Regions from separate parts of the Macaca mulatta genome. Here regions 1 and 3 are each linked to region 2. Evidence: chromatin contacts called from public Hi-C data. All regions are on one chromosome and are shown on one strand. The core of a region is the stretch at or near the end of the contact, and the rest is flanking DNA. Distances in the headings are between cores, read along the strand shown.

Region 1 (2,861 bases), core at 40-2,539, 140 kb after region 2:
TGTTAGGAATTTAGGAGGCTTGGGTTTCAGTTATGGCTCTTCCTTTTTAGCTATGTGACCGTAGCAAATCACAAACTTTTTTTTTTTTTTTAAGAGACAGGATCATCAGCCTCCCAAGTAGCTGGGACTACAGGCCCACACCACCACACCCAGCTAATTTTTAAATTTTTATTTATTTGTAGACACAGGGTATCCCTATGTTGCCCAGTCTGGTCTCGAACTCCTGGCATCAAGCTCTCCTCTTGCCTTGGCTTCCCAAAGTGCTGGGATTACAGGCATGAGCCACTGCAACTGGCCTAAATCACAACTTTTCAGAGTCCCAGTTTCCTCCTTTGGAAAATGGACTTAATAATATGCAGAAACACTAATACCGATGTTCTATAAAGTGTTAAGTGATGGTACCAGCCCTATACACAGTGTCTGTCACACAGAAGACAGTCCAAAAAGTTTGATGAAGGAACTGATAACTCTCCTACTTAATTTTTAAAATGGTCTTTCAGGTGTTTTACCTGAACCAAGACTCTGTCTTGAAAGAGTTTTATGAGGTCGATTCATAGTAAAAGCTATAGAGGAGATATCCTAGCAAGCAGAAATCCCAGTTTCCTTCCAGATGAGGGTCTTTACCGCTTCTGCCACCCCCACTAAGTCCCCTGGTTCCTGGCGACCGAGTCCTCGCTAAGACTCCTAGGACACAATGCTCTGTGTCATTCGGCGCCCAACCTGTTTTCTTTTCTGCTTGGCTGACCTGCTCCTAAGAGTCGAGCCTAAGCCATAAGGTCCCTAAGAGAACACTCAGAAATCACAGAAGAAATAACCTAAGGTGAGGTGGGGAAGGGTGCGGGAAGGGTTGAAAGGGAGCGAGCACCGATAGCAAGGTGGCAGCCTGCACGTCCGCTCCAAGGGCCCTTCCCGGGAGCGACTGAATCTGGCCGATCCCCAACTCCAGGTCCTCCCGGGGGACGCTCCTCCTGGCCTCGCGGCGCGAGACCACAGGGGCGCCCGGGGCGCCAAGCCGGACGCGAGCTCCAGCGCTCCCCGCCGCTGGGAGCTCGCTTCCAGGTAGGGAGGCACCTGCTCAGGATCGTCCTCCCGGCCGGAGGGACCGTCCCCCGCGCGCAGCCTGACGCCCTCCCCCGCGGCACAGCCCCAGCCCACCACAGCTGCGAAAGCGCAGGTCGCTCACCTCCAGCGAGCTCGCGGCCGTCCCCGCCGCGCACCGGGCACACGGGCGCCCTCGGGCCGCCGCCGCCGCCGACCTTGCGTCGCTCTAGCCGGAGTCCCAGGCGGCTGCCGGCTCTCCGCTCTCCCGCAGCAGGGGTCGCGGGGGGCGGGGCGGGGCGGGGCGGGGCGAGACTGGAGCGGGAGGGGTGCCCGCGGGCTCGCTGCACAAAGCCCGGCCGTGCCTTGCGGCGCCCCATTCAACGCTCCGCCGGGCCCCCTCCTCCCCTCGGCTCCCCGCCCGCTCCTTAAAGGCAGAGCGCTGGGCTCGGCTCTCCAGGCAGCTCGCGGAGAGGCACAGGAAATGACCTCAGCAGGCTCCAGCCTCCCACCTCTCCGCACCGCTGGGCTAGTCCCTGGGGCGGCGGGGAGGGCGGCGGGGTGTCCCGGGCGGCGGCCCCGAGCTCTCTGAGGAGGCCGCACCAGCTGCTGCAAGGGGCGGCCAGAGCGCCCCGGGGATCTGCTTGGCCCCAAATAGAGGGGACCCTCGCGGGATGCGGGACAAGACCAGACCCTCTCCGCCAAAGGTTCTAGCATTTGCCTGGCCACCTGTGGGAACTGTAACGTCTGGATATTTGGAACAGAAGTCCTTAGTTCAGTCTGGCAGACCAAATGTTCTGAGTTGCAATTTGCAGGAGAAAGAAAAAGAAAAAAGAAGTTACGACAGCCCGGAGAGTAACTTACTTGCTTATGTATATTTACTTATTCTCTGGTCTCGCTATGTTGCCCAGGCTGGACTCGAACTCCTGAGCTCAAGTGATCGTCCCGCCTGGGCCTCCGGGCCAGCTTATATATATATTATTTTAAAGGAGAGCCCAGGAGGACCCCGCCTGCCCGGCAGTTTGCAGGACAGTCATCAGCGTGCCCCTGTGCCCCTCGTTCTCAGACATGTGCAAATCTCAGATCGCCCAAAGCAATCTCATACCCAGAGAGGCTGGAAAACTCAACATTTGGTTAGGTGAACATGGAGTAAAGAGGATGCAAATAGAGACGATTGCAGGGAGGGATCCACCTTTCAAAACAGAGCCTTCTTCCTCAACCCTGCAGGCTCTCTGTCAGTCAAGGCCTGAACGGAAGCAAAATACCAGCAGGGCCTGTTTCTCCAAATGGTCCTTGGAAGACTCATCTTAGGAACCATGAAGCACACCCCCACCCTGGTTTTGAATCTGAATTTCTAACTAAAGTTCCCCAGGCAATTCTCACGGAGAAGTTTTGAGAGCCCAGACACTAAGGAAAGCTGGTAGTGCAGGAGGCCAAAAGTGAAAGTTTAACTGGGCCAATGGGACTTCAACAGCTGAACTTGCTAACGACTTTATAGCTCATGGGGATTGGGATAGATTAGCCCCATTTTGTGGGACAATGCTCAGGCTACCCACTTCAACATTCCAGAAGTTGCCTAAGGAAGCGCAAAAGCAAGTTCTCTGGATTTTGCTAAGAAGACATTCATTCATTCATTCATTCACTTTTTCTTTTTCTTTTTTTTTTTTTGGACATAGGTTCTTGTTCTGTTCTCCAGGCTGGATTGCAGTGGCACAATCATAGCTCACTGTAACTTGAACTCCTGGGCTCCAGCAATCCTGCCATCTCAGCCTCGTGAACAGCTGGGACTATAGGCACATGCCACTATACCCAGCAAAAAACAA
Region 2 (2,700 bases), core at 156-2,655:
CGGGTTCAGGTGATTCTCCTGCCTTAGCCTCCCGAGTAGCTGGGATTACAGGCGCCCACCACCACGCTCGGCTAATTTTTGTGATTTTAGCAGAGATGGGGGTTTCACCGTGTTGGCTAGGCTGGTCTCGAACTCCTGACTTCAAGTAATCCGCCCGCGTCGGCCTCCCAAAGTGCTGGGATGATGCTTGAGCCACCATGCCCGACCTGAAGACCGGCATTTATACCCATGGAGTGCAGGAAAGGACCTTGTAATTGTTAACAAGTGACACTTAGTGGCAGATGAGACCTAATGAAGCCAGGCCCACCTTCCACACCAGATTATAAATTCCCTCGGAGCAGAGAGTAAATGTTTTATTCACCAACATGCCCAGATCCCTCGCAATGCCTACGCTTGACAAACACCTGTTGTGAACAAGTGCACGAGGCAGCCTAGCAGCTAGAGTATTTCGAGGTCATCCTAACTGGGTTCCACTTTTGAATTTTTGTTTTTTGGGTTTGTTTGGAGACAAGGTCACCCTCCACTTGGGAGCAAAGTCTCCCAAGCTGGAGTGCAGTGGTGGGAACTCTGCAATCTCAACCTTGTGGACTCAAGTAATCCTCCTGCTTCAGCCTCCGGGGTAGCTGGGGCCAGAAGTGCGCGCCACCTTGCCCGGCTCCTATTTTGGGTTTCCGGTAGTGCTCTCGCTATTGTGACCAGGCTGGTCTCGAACTACTGGGTTCAAGCAATCCTCCCACCTCGGCCTCCCAAAGTACTGGGATTACAGACGCGAGCCACTCGCCCGGCCAAGTTCCACTTCTGAAAGCTTGGGGAGCAGCTGGGCCTTCCAGGAAAAGTGCTCCACCTCCCGACTGCAGGCAGAGCCCCCGGCCCGGCTCTTTCCAGGGCCTAAAGCTAACATTCGGTCAAGACGCGAAATGAGGAATTCGGGTCAGGGTGGCAAAGCAAAGCGCGATGACAGTGAGGACGACGTCTAGACGCAAACACACATCAAATCGGGCCGAAGCCCGCTGTCGCCTGGCGGGCTAAACCTGGCACCCCGGGCAACGCGCGACTCCGGCACCAGACGCTCTCCGAGTCAAACTACATCCCCCGGCGTGCACTGCAGCGCCCGCCCCTGGCCGGCCGGCGGGGCCTGGGAGGAAGGCGGCCGAGCTGCCCGTCCCGCAGGTCCCCTAGGGCCCTTTCTCTGCGGCCTTTCCCCACCCCGGACCGGGCACTTCTCGGGCTCTGCGACTACCATTCGCCCCGCTCGCTCCCTCAGGAGTCGCCTAGGCCGCGCAGTCTGCCGCCTTCCCGTCAGGCCTTCGCGCCGGCGCTCCCGCAATCACGGGCTAGAGAGGGTGGGCGTTCCGGCTCGGGAGGACCCTTCTGCGGCCCCGGAAGAGCCTCGTCCTGGGCAGCGGTGGTGCGGCGGTCGCCGTTATGGCCACGGGACTGGGCGGCTGACCGCCGGGCTAGGAGAGGGCCCAGAGCCCCGAATCTGGGTGGCCGCTGCTCGAGCGCGTCCTGCGCCATGGCCGCCTCCGCCGCCTCCTCGGAGCATTTCGAGAAGCTGCACGAGATCTTCCGCGGCCTCCATGAAGACCTACAAGGGGTGCCCGAGCGGCTGCTGGGGACTGCTGGGACCGGTGAGGCGCGGGTGGGCCACGCCGTGGGGAGCGCGGCCCCGCGCGCTTTGGAATTTTCCCCCACCTTCCTCCCAGACCCGGGCCCGCGTCTCCTTCCTCCGCGTCCTCAGACACGCCCCCTAGGGCTGGCTGGGTCGCAACCCCGGGTCTCCCTGCCACTGAGAGTGAATTGGGGACGCGCCCAGGGACGCGGGGTTCAGTTCCCTGGGTTCCTTCTATGGCCTTCCACATTTTCTCGTTTTTTTCCACTGCGGCAAACAGAGCAGAGGGGCTTTTACATCTGCGGTCCTGTAATGTAGCGTGGGTTTCTTTCGTAGCTGTTTTTGTTTGTTTTATGCATTTAGAAGCACTAGTGTCAAGACAGGTCTAGTTTTCACCAGACTGACAGAGGATCTGTAGCACAGAAAAAGGGTTAAAAACCCAAAAGAGTCATAATTTGGGGCGTTGGTATATACCTGTTATTGGAGGGTAGAGAGCTGGCCTTTAAAACCGTATGGTGGCGTTTAGATGTGGTCTTGTTTTGAACGTTTTTACTGCTGAGACTATTTACTACCCCTTCATTTCATGGTTCAGGTTGCTACAAGTTTTGTCTGGAGGAGCTAGAGTTTTCTGGCCCTAGATCCATAGGAAGACCTGCTATATATAGTTCTTGGCCTCCGGATATATAGAACTTGATGGCAAGGACAAAACTTTGTTTTATTGCTTTTATTTAAGGATCAGAGCTTGAGTGTTTGCTCAACGAATTACTCAAGGTCATAGGAATTGAATGACTCTGGTGAGAATGAAATGCATGTATTTAATATATATTTATTGTGAGGCTGCTGTGTGCCAGGCACTGTTCTAGGTGCTGGTGAATATTGCAAATTACAGTGAAAAAGACATGCACGTCCCCATTCTAGTGGGTAGGTGATAAACAATATATAACTATTAAGCGGCAGTGTTAAAGAATACAGGAAAATAAATCAGAGTAAAGGAATAGGGGATGGGACTTCAGTTTTATTTTATTATTATTATTATTATTATTATTTTTGAGACAGAGTCTTACTCTGTCATCCAGTCTGGAGTGCAG
Region 3 (2,836 bases), core at 122-2,621, 250 kb after region 2:
CCATAGGCTGCCTGAAGGTGGGTGGGGCAGCCTGCGAGAGAGTGGGGTGGCTGTGGGCTCCCAGCCTGGCCCCTGGGAACTGTGGGAGCACAGAGATAAGCACATGGCTATGGAAAGCAGGGTGACCTGAGGACAAGTGAGTTGCGGGGATCTCTACTGTGACCATGCAGAATTGACCGCGGTCTGCTTTACCACCACCACCTCATGTTCCTGAGGGGAGCCGCTGGGCTGGCGACTGGCATCCAGGCCATAACTGCAAATCTATGCAAGGCGGGGTCTCCCTTCTGTGTGTTCAAGTGTTCTCGACTTGGATTCTTAACTATTTTTAAAAACGCACTGAGTTTGGGTTAAAAACCAACCACCAAAATGGATTTCAACACAGCTCTAAAGCCAAGGGCGTGCCCGGCTCTCCCAACACAGCGACTCCTGGAGGCCAGGTGCCTATGGGCCTACATCCCCCTCTCAGCACTGAACAGTGAGTTGATTTTTCTTTCTACAATAAGAAAAAGCTGAGTAATATTGCATAGGAGCACCAGAAACTGCCTCATTGGAAACAAAAGCTATTTACATTAAATAAAAAGCCTGGCCGCAGCCTGCATCTGCCACATTTACAGCACGGTGCGATGCACACGGTGACCAAACCACGGAGGCAGCTTCTGGCACTCACACCACGAGCTGCACGTTTGCCACATGAGAGTAAAGCAGAGGGCAAGAGGAGTGAGGGGGAGGGGGGCTGCATTCACTTCTGGTTCCGGAGCTGATTGGACAGCCAGTCTGGTCCTTCATAGAGCCCGTCACCGCTGGTGGCACAGGTGGCCTGAATGTACCAGTTCCTGTGGCATAGGAAGTGCAGCCCCAGCTTGTCTGTGATCTCAGCCGCATTCATGGCATTGGGGAGGTCCTGCTTGTTGGCGAACACTAGGAGGACAGCATCCCGGAGCTCGTCCTCGGCCAGCATCCTCATGAGCTCCTCACGGGCCTCGTTCACGCGTTCTCTGTCATTGCTGTCCACCACGAAGATCAGGCCTTGTGTGTTCTGGAAGTAGTGGTGCCACAGGGGCCGGATCTTGTCCTGGCCACCCACGTCCCACACAGTGAAGCTGATGTTCTTGTACTCCACGGTTTCCACGCTGAAGCCTGTGGCGGGAATGGTGGTCACGATCTCACCCAGCTTAAGCTTGTACAGGATCGTGGTCTTCCCCACAGCATCCAGACTCGCCACGAGGATGCGCATTTCTTTTTTGCCAAAAAGGCCCGTGAAGAGGTTGACGAAGATGTTCCCCATGCTTGTGGACAGGTGGAAGGACGCTGGCCGGGGACACCTCAGAGGCTGCTGCTCCGAGCCAGGCATTGGTTTCGCTCCCACAAGATCTGTGTTTTAAGAGGCACACTGACAGCGAAGAGGCAGCAGACAGTGAAACTCCCACAGGACACAGGACAGTGGTTCTCCTACTTTCAAAGGTTTCACAGCCATGGCCCCAGGGCTTTGATTCTTAACTCCCTTGCTGAGATCACCATTGAAAACCCCAAGAGAGAAGCTCAAACCCTCTACCCTCCTCAGCAACTGCCCAACTCAGCCCAGAGATCCTGTCGGACCACACGGTAGTCTCCTTTGTGTGGGGAGTCTTTTCGAGACTGTTGTTCTGCTTGTCTCTCCACAGGAAAAGGTAATCTGAGAGTTATACTGAATATTTTAAATGTTAGATACTGGGTGTGTTTTGGGTTTTGATGTGTTTAGTAAACCCCTTAGAGATGTTTTGTTTCAGGCAGGATAAGCCGGTTATTAAATTTTTTCATTGGCTAGGCATGGTGGCTCATGCCTGTAATCTCAGCACTTTGGGAGGCTGAGGCAGGAGGATCGCTTGAGCCCAGGAGTTTGAGACCAATAGGCAACATAGCAAGATCCCGTCTCCACCAAAAAAAAAGAAAATTTCTCAGATAAGATGTGGGGTGTGGGGCGGGGAGGGAGCCCACAGGGTCAGGCTGGCTCTCAGGACCCCATCAGATCAGGAGAGACATGCCCACCGCTGTGGTTCTACCCTGTGTCTGGAAGTGGGTTCTCTCGTGGTCCTATTCCAGCTCCTGTCCATCAGAGCAGGTCCGGTTCCTCTCTGTTCCTTCCTCCCTGAGGCTGGTGCCTGGGAGGCAGGGCTCCCCTCTCATTGCCTTAATTCTTCCCAATCCCCTTTGGAAAGGAAGGACATCATCCCAAGTGGTTCACCTGCTTTGTCTTGCCAGGAGAAATAGTTTAGCTCATACTAGGAATGAAAACTTTTTGTTTGTTAATTTTTTGGTTTGGTTTTAGAGACTCTGTTGCCCAGGCTGGAATGCAGTGGTGCTATCTCAGCTCACTGCAACCTCCATCTTCTGGGCTCAAGCAATCCTCCTACCTCAGCCTCCGGAGTAGCTGGGACTATAGGCATGTGCCACCACACCTGGCTAATTTTTTATACAGATGGAGTTTCACCATGTTGCCCAGACTGGTCTTGAACTCCTGAGCTCAAGCGATTCTCCCACCTTGGCCTCCCAAAATGTTGGGATTATAGGCATGAGCCACTGTCCCTGGCCTACAAGAATTTTTTTAAATTAGGTAGGCATGGTGGTATGTGCCTGTAGTCCTAGCTGCTCAGGAAGCTGAGGCAGGAGGATCACTTGAGCCCAGGAGTTTGAGGCTGTAGTGAGCTGTGATCACACCACTGCATTCTAGCCTGGGCAACAGAGTGAGACCCTGGCTCTAAAACCAAACCAAAACAAAGCAAACAAACAAAAAATTTTCATTCCTAGTATGAGCTAAACTTTGTTTCTCCAGGCAAGACAAAGTAGGTGAACCAGTTGG

Evidence for each region. Hi-C and Micro-C count contacts between places; a contact is called where the count stands out from the background.
Region 1: a Hi-C map of fetal cortex germinal zone shows a contact between it and region 2, with 2.6 times the contacts expected there. The contact joins the promoter of PLEKHH1 here to the promoter of VTI1B in region 2. A contact is called at or near these places in 3 of 14 Hi-C or Micro-C datasets (fetal cortex germinal zone, fetal cortical plate and liver).
Region 3: a Hi-C map of fetal cortex germinal zone shows a contact between it and region 2, with 4 times the contacts expected there. The contact joins the promoter of LOC710516 here to the promoter of VTI1B in region 2. A contact is called at or near these places in 2 of 14 Hi-C or Micro-C datasets (fetal cortex germinal zone and fetal cortical plate).

The regions. Positions count from the first base shown.
Region 1 is chr7:140,707,637-140,710,497 of T2T-MMU8v2.0, reverse strand. PLEKHH1 (pleckstrin homology, MyTH4 and FERM domain containing H1) reads right to left here and starts at 1,289. Exons shown (of 30, transcript XM_077941193.1): 1 at 1,184-1,289.
Region 2 is chr7:140,850,399-140,853,098 of T2T-MMU8v2.0, reverse strand. It overlaps VTI1B (vesicle transport through interaction with t-SNAREs 1B), which reads left to right and starts at 1,405. Exons shown (of 6, transcript NM_001266359.2): 1 at 1,405-1,631. The coding sequence starts at 1,517. ARG2 (arginase 2) reads right to left here. Exons shown (of 13, transcript NM_001261253.1): 13 at 1,404-1,631.
Region 3 is chr7:140,598,617-140,601,452 of T2T-MMU8v2.0, reverse strand. LOC710516 (ADP-ribosylation factor 1-like) reads right to left here and starts at 1,371. Exons shown (of 1, transcript XM_077941210.1): 1 at 212-1,371. The coding sequence starts at 1,351. The coding sequence ends at 740.